2 separate regions of the Hordeum vulgare genome follow, and region 2 is linked to region 1. The links are chromatin contacts, called in public Hi-C maps. All regions are on one chromosome and are shown on one strand. The core of a region is the stretch at or near the end of the contact, and the rest is flanking DNA. Distances in the headings are between cores, read along the strand shown.

Region 1 (5,167 bases), core at 1,828-4,327:
GATCGGTTGGCCGTGTTTTGACAGCGAACTTGACGTCCTAGCCCCACCAGTCAGGGCCACATGGTCGTTTATTAACACAGTACAGATGCAAGCGCTTATATACACGCGTATACACTCACCCTATAACGCACACACATACATCCTATCTCTATGAGAATCTCTGAGAGACTGAGCCGGCGTATCATCTTGAGATTTACAAAGTTATCGTAGGCGCCTCGTCGTCGACGGAAAAGTCTCCTCCCATTGAAAGTGTATCGCAGGAAATCCTGAAATAAATCCAGAAATAATGCAAGCAGTAGGACTTGAACCCTGAAGGGTTGGGGTATACAACTGTCCCTCTAACCATCCAATCACAGGTTGGTTTGCAGGGCCACGTAGTCGTTAACGTAGCTCGCATTGACCTGGTCTAGCTAGGCCAAGACAATTTGACTAATTTTCAATGATTTTGCCTTTTTTATAGAGCTCCTTGACAGTTATTTGACCGACAAATTTTGCAAGTGCCCGTAACATTTGTTGTTGATCATACCCATAAAGTTTCAGAATTTTTTGAAATATTTTGCTATGTTTTCTTGCATGGGTGCACTGAGCAGGGGTGTAGAAAAATCACTCTCTATATGTCTATCTTGAATATTTCAAATAGTTCAAATAATAAATAGAATATCCAGAGAAGCTAACTACAAGCATTTGATCTTTGAACTAAGAAAGGAAGGAAATGTATTTGGGAAGTGGAGATTTTTATCTCGAGCTCAAATTCGGTGAAAAGTAAAACCGAAAAAAATATGAATTATTTTTGGTTAAACATTGACAAAAATTTTACGTTCCCACAACATTTTGAACTGAACTCATATTTGTGAAAGTCATGGCAAAAAGAACAAAATTGATGCTCCAAAGTGTTATTTTTGAAAGCATTTTGGAGGGCTGATTTTGTTTGTTTTGGCACGACGACTTCGACGAATGTATTTTCAGTATGAGAACTTGTGAGCATGTAAAGCTTTTGTCAATGTTTGCACCCAAAAAAATGGTTCCTCCACTTTTTACCATTCTACTAGACCATTTCTGCCCTGCCATCCATCCTGACCAAACTTTTGTCATTGTGAATTTACGACTGTTAAATAGAAATAGGACCACCATATCCCACGTATAAAGAATTGCATTGCCCCATTCACTCTCTTTTGTACTCACTTCTAGGTTCCCTCTCTTTAAATATTAATTACTTCTCCTTTATTTATAAGCTAGTAGTATTCTTGTTGTGAGACCACCTCGGGTAGTACATCCGCTTTGGAGGATCCATGCCAGGACACGATATTGTTGGGTTCTGGTGCTCAAACTCGTCAGAAGCAAAACTGCAGACATGCATGGACAGTTTGTGTTGGACGGTTCTTTTTATCTTTGCTAGATACTTGTTCAAGTAGTTAGTTCGGCATGAGAGGTTTCAGAAAAGGAAAATATGCGAAGTGTCTATGAAAAGCTTGCAGACATCTTCCACAATCCTCCTGATGACCACATGGATCGAGGGTGAGGCACCCTCAAACACTATAGAGTTCCTGTGCTTCCACATTTCCCAGAGGAATAGGGTGACAAATGCTCTCACGGCCTTTGGCTGTTGGATCACAGGCCGGAAACACACGCGTACACAGTGGAGAAGGAAACACAGGGAGACCCACACGAGAGAATTTTTTTGTGCCGGTTAACTTCCTTCTCGGCTTTTCTTCCTTTATACTTCTATCTCTCATTATTCGGTTACAGAAGGGAAAACGTGGCTTGTAGGGATCCTACAAACGCGCCACGATCCGGTTAGCTCGTGCCATCCCACGAGCTCCTGAACGTGTCTACCACGCGATGCTAAACAGAAGGAAACAGCCCGATGCAAACGGATGCATCTCATCATGCCCATGCAAATGCATGCACGGCTCGTGCCTAACTAACTAGCTAACAAAGAATAATGATAACTAGACGTGACATGAAGAGCCTACTACTCAACTAATGCAACCACCTAATGACTAGTGTAATATCTGAACCAAACCATGTAACAAGATTAGCACTAACATTGGCTTGGCGGCGCACCAAACTGCTAGCGTATCCTGCATCGCGGGTGCCCAAGCTGGCTTGCCGATAGTGCTCCCTAAATCGTCCTCACAAAAATGCACGTGACAACATATAGATGTGATTAGACTATCAAGTACAAACAGTACACTGCAGATGTAAATTGGCAGCCCGGGACAATACACAGTAAAAAAAATTTCAAAAAGGAGGCCTTGCCCCGTTTACATCTTTTTCTTCATACTGATAGATGTAAGCAGTACACTGCAGATGTAAACTGTTTGTATTTATATACAGGCTATCAAATACACAATAAATGTAAACAGTACACTGCAGATGTAAACTTTTTCCTCAAATACAAACAATACACTGCAGATGTAAACCGATCCTGGGACACATTGACAGTCGTTTTCATCTCTGGAAACTGCAGAAAGTGAAAGAATAGAAGCATTATACCGTCCACTATCAAAGTTCAAACCTTTGTCTACTTGCAATGCATGTTTATCTTTTCTCTGTTGCAACAAAAGAATTTGTGCTAGTATACTTCTTTCAAAAGGATTCGTTTCGGTTTTCTTGATGTGCAACTTGGCATGCTGAATCCCGAGTTAAGTAAAAGTCATGGTTTTGGAAGATTAATGTGTCAACCTAAGGGCAGCAGATTGAAGTTGTCTTTGCGGTGCGTCTTTGATCTAAGATAGGGATCATGATAGGGATCGTATGTGCTAAGATGAATTTATTAATCGGCAGCATGATGACAATGTATTAAGTTAGAAAATGACCATGCGCGTAAACCTGATAATTATGTAGTGCAAGATGGCGACATGGACAGCTGAACAAATCTTGGCACTAGATTAATCAGTAGTTAATAATGTTTGATGATTGAAATATTATTAATCATATGGTGACTAGATGAAATGAACTAGCTGGGATAGACGAGTAGAAAAGCAGGCAGGGTTCATGCTGCAAGTGGGACAATCCATGGGAGGCCCGCATCCGCCCGACATCTGCCATATAGGTTAAGCAGGAGGCCCGCATGTGCCCACATAATTTCCGCAGGATAAGTGGGCATCCCACATCCCACATAAATGATTAGGCTCAGTTGAAACTATTGTATTCAAACAAAATACTCCTGCTGCTGCCTAAAAGTGATGTATTACTGATGTATCGTAGTTCCTATTGATCAGTTTGGGTATAACAACTAACTTAAAACATCAAACTAAGGTTTCGAACTTGTCGCATCTAAAAATCATCTCATCGGAATGACACGAACTACAATAAAATTTCAAACACAAACGAAGTACAGTCCACGGTCCACTGCTTGATTCCTCGATCCTTCATGTTTATGCCTGAGACATTTTCATACACAGATCCATCATGAGCTGGAATCTTGAGGTCAGTCCGTCAGGGGTATATGCAAAAATCTATGAACAAAAAAAAGACATGAAGAAAACCTCTAAAAACAGTACCTACAATTGACATTGTTAAGTTTGGCATGAGCTTGATCAATCAGATTTTCTACCAGATAATTTCTCAGCAATGTTAACATGGGAATCAAAACATTTATGTTGATTAACCAGAAGGTTACTGTTTTTCAGAACTGATGCAAACTGGAAAATTCTTGGAATAGTAATAGACATCACAGAAAAAGTGGATTCATGCATACTGAGGATAATTACCAACTGATGCAAACCGAGTCCAATTACCAAGTTAGTAAATGCATCAAAAGTGGATTTATTCACAGATTTGAACAATAGCAAATCAGAAACTGTTACTGGATTGATGATACCGATGTAAACTTTTTTCAGAACTTGAAGCCAATTCTGATGCCATCTCTTTGTAGCAAGAAAAATCAGGATTTTACCTTATATAGTACCCCATGCACACACAACGATCACTACAGATTCAGAAACAACATGAGCCAAGAAGCAGTGCTAATCACTACTCTGGCAAACAATAAAAATACCCTAAGGTCCCTAACTAGCTAACAGCCTAACTTGGTGTCTCTGACTACTGTTTGCGTTTGCAGTTTTCAATTGTGTGAGACTGAAATTTGTAAACCCTCAAAATAGTCCAAATTTCCAAACAATTTCGTGAGATCAATTAAATTTTGTTTTTTGAATAAATTTGAATTTCAACAACTAGATAAGAAGGCGTAGCCGCACAACGTAGACATCATTCATTCTTTTCCTGATGGTTAGTCCATTTTCAACTACTAACTGGTCAAGGTAGCTAGGTCAAACTTTTTGACAAAAATATATTGGGTGCAAAATAATCAGAAATGTAAGTGGCCCATGAATCAAACTCTAGACCTAGTGAGTAGGAGAACAATAATGACCTACCGAAAGGTATATTTACTATAGAACGATCAAAGTCCTTGTCTAGCATAAAAATTTAAAACTACCAAAACTTTCTGAGCGAAACATACAAGGTTCGCTCACCCTCGAAATGGACGAAATTTCAGTGAATTTTTTATACCACTCAGAAGACTATTTTTGTTGGTTCGGTTGTTCGAGATTGATTGATAACTTGGGTTGAATGTTGAACTATTACAAGAGCATCGAGCTGGGGTAAAGTGGATGCTTGATATGTTGTTGTTCACGGTCGCACTGATGTTCCGTCCACTCAACATTCCATAACATTCTATACTGTTCTAGGTTTCAGAATTTTTCTTTTGCCGATGTTAGCTCCGAGATTTTCAAATGGGATTTAGACAACAGAATCGGTTTGCCACTGTTTGCCTGCAAAAAATAAAAATCGTCATTTACCACGCGAAATAATACCGTGCGAAGTGCCACGAAAGAGTTACAAGACACATTACTGTGGCTGATGTCATCATTCCCTCGGTGCTCCACATTCAACACTCACCATTGTCTCTTGCAACGCCACCCCGTCTTTTGTGATTGGGCCTTGCGATTGTCGGTCAAGTAACCACCCTGGAGAAAAGAAAGCATGAAATGAACATGGTGAGTACTCAGATCAAGGGGTAGTATATAAACCCGAAGAAAGTACAATAATTGGGTTAAATACTAGAGGGGAGTAAATAGCATAAAACGACCACATTTTGTGGAAAGAGTTTCAGAAAACTATCACTTCTTCAAAATTTCCTAAAGCTACCACAAAATTGGTT
Region 2 (5,224 bases), core at 1,115-3,614, 53 kb after region 1:
TGTCAATGGTGTCCGAGGACTCGACCTCCAGGGTGATGGTCTTGCCGGTGAGGGTCTTGACAAAGATCTGCATACCACCACGCAGACGGAGCACCAAGTGAAGGGTCGACTCCTTCTGGATGTTGTAGTCCGCCAAGGTACGGCCATCCTCAAGCTGCTTGCCGGCGAAGATTAGACGCTGCTGGTCCGGGGGAATGCCCTCCTTGTCCTGGATCTTTGCCTTCACATTGTCAATGGTGTCCGAAGACTCCACCTCCAATGTGATGGTCTTGCCGGTGAGGGTCTTTACAAAGATTTGCATGCCACCGCGAAGCCTGAGCACCAGGTGGAGGGTGGATTCCTTCTGAATGTTGTAATCCGCAAGGGTGCGGCCATCCTCGAGCTGCTTGCCAGCGAAGATTAGACGCTGCTGGTCCGGGGGAATGCCCTCCTTGTCCTGGATCTTGGCCTTCACGTTGTCGATGGTGTCAGAGGACTCGACCTCCAGGGTGATGGTCTTGCCGGTCAGGGTCTTGACGAAGATTTGCATGCCACCACGGAGCCTGAGCACCAGGTGGAGTGTGGACTCCTTCTGGATGTTATAGTCAGCCAGGGTGCGGCCATCCTCGAGCTGCTTGCCAGCAAAGATGAGACGCTGCTGGTCCGGGGGAATGCCCTCCTTGTCCTGGATCTTGGCCTTCACATTGTCGATGGTGTCAGAGGACTCAACCTCCAGGGTGATGGTCTTGCCAGTCAGGGTCTTGACGAAAATCTGCATGCCACCACGGAGCCTGAGCACCAGGTGGAGTGTGGACTCCTTCTGGATGTTATAGTCGGCCAGGGTGCGGCCATCCTCAAGCTGCTTGCCAGCAAAGATGAGACGCTGCTGATCCGGAGGGATGCCCTCCTTGTCCTGGATCTTAGCCTTGACGTTGTCGATGGTGTCCGAGGACTCAACCTCGAGGGTGATGGTCTTGCCGGTCAGGGTCTTCACAAAGATCTGCATCTGTAGATACAGAACATACCAGAACAAGAGTAAGGCACTGTACAGAGAAATAGAAGCATGCAGTAAATCAAAACAATGCATGTACCAGAGGTACAACAGAGATGGAATTGTAACGATGAACCCTATAGCTGATGCATCAAACTATATTAGCAGATCTATAAGCAATAGATGAACCAAGATGATACTCCCTCCGTTCCTAAATATAAGACGTTTTAGAGATTCCACTATTAACTACATAGTGATGTGTAGACATATTTAGAATGTAGATTCATTCATTTTGCTCCGTATGTAGTCTATAATAAAATCTCTAAAACGTCTTATATTTAGGAACGGAGGGAGTACAATGTATTGCTAGTCTTTAGCAAAGATCTGCATCTGTACAAACAAAGCATCCAGAACAAGAGCAAGGCACGGTACAGGGAAATCTGCAATACGTCAAATAATAGATGAACCACATGGAGACAGATAAAATTTCAACTTAGAATCCCCTAGACCCCATGGATACAGAAGCAGTGCTAAATTTTTCCAGAACTAAATATTAGCATATCTAGTTATCAGCCAGCGCAATATAACGGCTAGCACGGGTAATCTAGCTGTACGGAACAAGCTGGTTAATTCTAGGAACGAACTGTAACGTTGACAAACCGACATGAATCTAAGAGTCGAATCGATGCCCAGCTACAGATGCTACATGCAACTACAAATCAGAACTATTAAGCTGGCAAATCACAAGTGTATCCCTTCACAGACCATACGGCTACAAAATCAGCAACTAGCTAACTATAACTAGATGGATGAACCGAACCGAACCAACAGCAGTCGCATCCCAATAATACGGTGTATCATGAGCGGTACAAAATCATAATAAATCCATAAAATTACCAGAAGATTAATCAAAAACCGAGCAGAACTAACAAACTACAACTAGATGAGATGAAGCGACCCAACAACAATCGCACCAGAATCGGCAGATCTACTCGAAAATCATGGCATAATCCTGAGAGATTTAACTACAACCGAGCCTAATCAACCTCGAGTACCGGAACGAGCTGTAATCAATCATCAACGGCAATAACGCCTCGACCAACAGATTTAATCGAGGGGAACCAACAATAACCGGCAACGATGCCAGGGCACGCACGCGCGGAAGTAGGGGAAGAAATCGGAGGCTCGCATCGCATACCTTGAAGGAGGAGGACGAGAGAGCCTTGGCTTCGCTTCGATCGGAAAGGGGACTGGATTGGATTGGATCGGATCGGATGTGTGGAGGAGGAGACGGGAGGGGGCGGGGAATTTATAGCCGGGATTGGATCGGACGGGAGCGGTGGGAGGAAGGAAGAAGAACCACGCGTGACGTGTGAGGATAGGAAGAGGAGAGGCGGTCGCAGAGTGCGTCCTCCACCACGCAAAAAAAGTCAATATACCGGAGAAGATTCCAAAGGCAACGCTGTTTGGTTTATCTCCAAAAAAAAAAAAAGGTAACGCTGTTTGGGAAGTTGGGCGTTTGGCTGTGTTTTTTTTAAGAAAAAAAAAGATAACCCACGTTTGCAAATCGCTCACACGCGTGGATCTTCGTCCGTTTGCGGTTGCACTAATTTTAGCAATTTTTATATGTTAATTATGATCGGACCAGTGTGTGGACGTTCATCCTCTTCATTCACACGTCCACCGTCTCTCGGATTGTTTTTGCAGTGCGAGGCCTGCATGTGGCGGGCCGATGGTTGCGCTCACACGCCTCGCACTTCCCCTCCACTACTGCATGGCAACTACATGTGCATAGTTGTTGTTCAATCTGCATGACAACTGTCAACGAAGCGGGATGACAACTGCCAGCAAAATGGGATGGCAACTGCTTTTCATTCCATCTACTATAGTTGCTCGTCTGCATGGCAACTGCTTTTCATGCATGGCAACTACCGAACATGGAGGCCAGCGCGGTGGCAAGCCTGAGTCGTGCGGGCGACCGGCCCAGCCACTACGACGACAACTACCAGCAAAGTGGATGGCAACTGTTTTTTCATTTCATCTCTTTTTGCTGCTCGTCTGCATGGCAACTACTTTTCCTACATGGCAACTACCGAATGTGAAGGACAACGCGGTGGCAAGCCAGGGTCGTGCGGGCGACCGGTCCAGCCACCGGTCGTGCGGGTTGTGCATTGAGACGCCCGAACGTGGGCGTGTGGGCTGGCCTGGATGGATGCCACACAGGGCGTGCACCAGGTACCTCCCACCTGTCGCACGTGCGGCAGATATCGCGACCCTTTTTCTAAACAAGAAGGACCGAGAAACTGCATTAAGAGCATCTACTACCCGACCCCTTAAATGACCCCTCATACGTCCGCGGACAAGTCCGATCAATGACAGGACATAAGAGAGAAGTAAAAAAATTGACCCAATCGTACCCCCTCATATCGTTCCTATATGCCCGATCTTTTCTTGAATCCTCATATCCATCTCAAATATGGGAAGGATATGAGGGCTCGCGGACGCGTTCGGAAGTGCCTGATTAGTCCGTCACATAGGACGCGACCCTACCCCGTGCCTGTTGGAAATATGCCCTAGAGGCAATAATAAATTAGTTATTATTATATTTCTTAGTTCATGATAATCGTTTATTATCCATGCTATAATTGTATTGATTGGAAACACAATACTTGTGTGGATATATAGACAAAACACTGTCCCTAGTAAGCCTCTAGTTGACTAGCTCGTTGATCAAAGATGGTCAAGGTTTCCTGGCCATAGGCAAGTGTTGTCACTTGATAACGGGATCACATCATTAGGAGAATCATGTGATGGACTAGACCCAAACTAATAGACGTAGCATGTTGATCGTGTCATTTTGTTGCTACTGTTTTCTGCGTGTCAAGTATTTGTTCCTATGACCATGAGATCATATAACTCACGGACACCGGAGGAATGCTTTGTGTGTATCAAACGTCGCAACGTAACTGGGTGACTATAAAGATGCTCTACAGGTATCTCCGAAGGTGTTCGTTGAGTTAGTATGGATCGAGACTGGGATTTGTCACTCCGTCTGACGGAGAGGTATCTCGGGGCCCACTCGGTAATACAACATCACACATAAGCCTTGCAAGCAATGTAGCTTAGTGTAAGTTGCGGGATCTTGTATTACGGAACGAGTAAAGAGACTTGCCGGTAAACGAGGTTGAAATAGGTATACGGATACTGACGATCGAATCTCGGGCAAGTAACATACCGAAGGACAAAGGGAATGACATACGGGATTATACGAATCCTTGGCACTGAGGTTCAAACGATAAGATCTTCGTAGAATACGTAGGATCCAATATGGGCATCCAGGTCCCGCTATTGGATATTGACCGAGGAGTCTCTCGGGTCATGTCTACATAGTTCTCGAACCCGCAGGGTCTGCACACTTAAGGTTCGACGATGTTTTATGCGTATTTGAGTTATATGGTTGGTTACCGAATGTTGTTCGGAGTCCCGGATGGGATCACAGACGTCACGAGGGTTTCCGGAATGGTCCGGAGACAAAGATTGATATATAGGATGACCTCATTTGGTTACCGGAAAGTTTCCGGGCATTACCGGAAAAGTTTCGGGCTCATCGGTAGTGTACCGGGAGTGCCGGGAGGGGTGCCGGGGACCATCGGGAGGGGTGTCACGCCCCAAGGGGTCTCATGGGCTATGGGAAGAGATAAACCAGCCCCTAGTGGGGTGGAATAAGTTCCCACTAAGGCCCATAAGGTTTGAGAAGGAAAAAACACAAGGTGGAAAGAGTTTCCAAGTGGGAAGGTGGAATCCTACTCCAAGTAGGATTGGAGTAGGACTCCTCCACCTCCAATTTCGGCCAAACCTTTAGGTTTTGAGGCTGCCTCCTCCCCTCCCTCCCACCTATATATACGGAGGTTTTAGGGCTGATTTGAGACGACTTTCTCACGGCTGCCCGACCACATACCTCCATAGTTTTTCCTCTAGATCACGTTTCTGCGGAGCTCGGGCGGAGCCCTGCTGAGACAAGATCATCACCAACCTCCGGAGCGCCGTCACGCTGCCGGAGAACTCTTCTACCTCTCCGTCTCTCTTGCTGGATCAAGAAGGCCGAGATCATCGTCGAGCTGTACGTGTGCTGAACGCGGAGGTGCCGTCCGTTCGGTACTAGATCGTGGGACTGATCGCGGGATTGTTCGCGGGGCGGATCGAGGGACGTGAGGACGTTCCACTACATCAACCGCGATCTCTAAATCACTTCTG

What was found. Hi-C and Micro-C count contacts between places; a contact is called where the count stands out from the background.
Region 2: a Hi-C map of seedling shows a contact between it and region 1, with 2.6 times the contacts expected there. The contact joins the promoter of LOC123413120 here to the enhancer-like site in region 1. A contact is called at or near these places in 3 of 6 Hi-C or Micro-C datasets (leaf and seedling).

The regions. Positions count from the first base shown.
Region 1 is chr7H:586,484,269-586,489,435 of MorexV3_pseudomolecules_assembly, forward strand. No RefSeq gene overlaps it. Among protein-coding and RNA genes, the nearest start is that of LOC123413175, 45 kb to the left of the region's middle. Within about 2 kb of position 3,078, at least 1 of the 3 cell types and tissues checked has open chromatin away from gene starts, as enhancers often do. A contact at or near this core is called in seedling, where this site is marked.
Region 2 is chr7H:586,538,059-586,543,282 of MorexV3_pseudomolecules_assembly, forward strand. LOC123413120 (polyubiquitin-like) reads right to left here and starts at 2,365. Exons shown (of 2, transcript XM_045106073.1): 1 at 2,169-2,365; 2 at 1-985. The coding sequence starts at 985.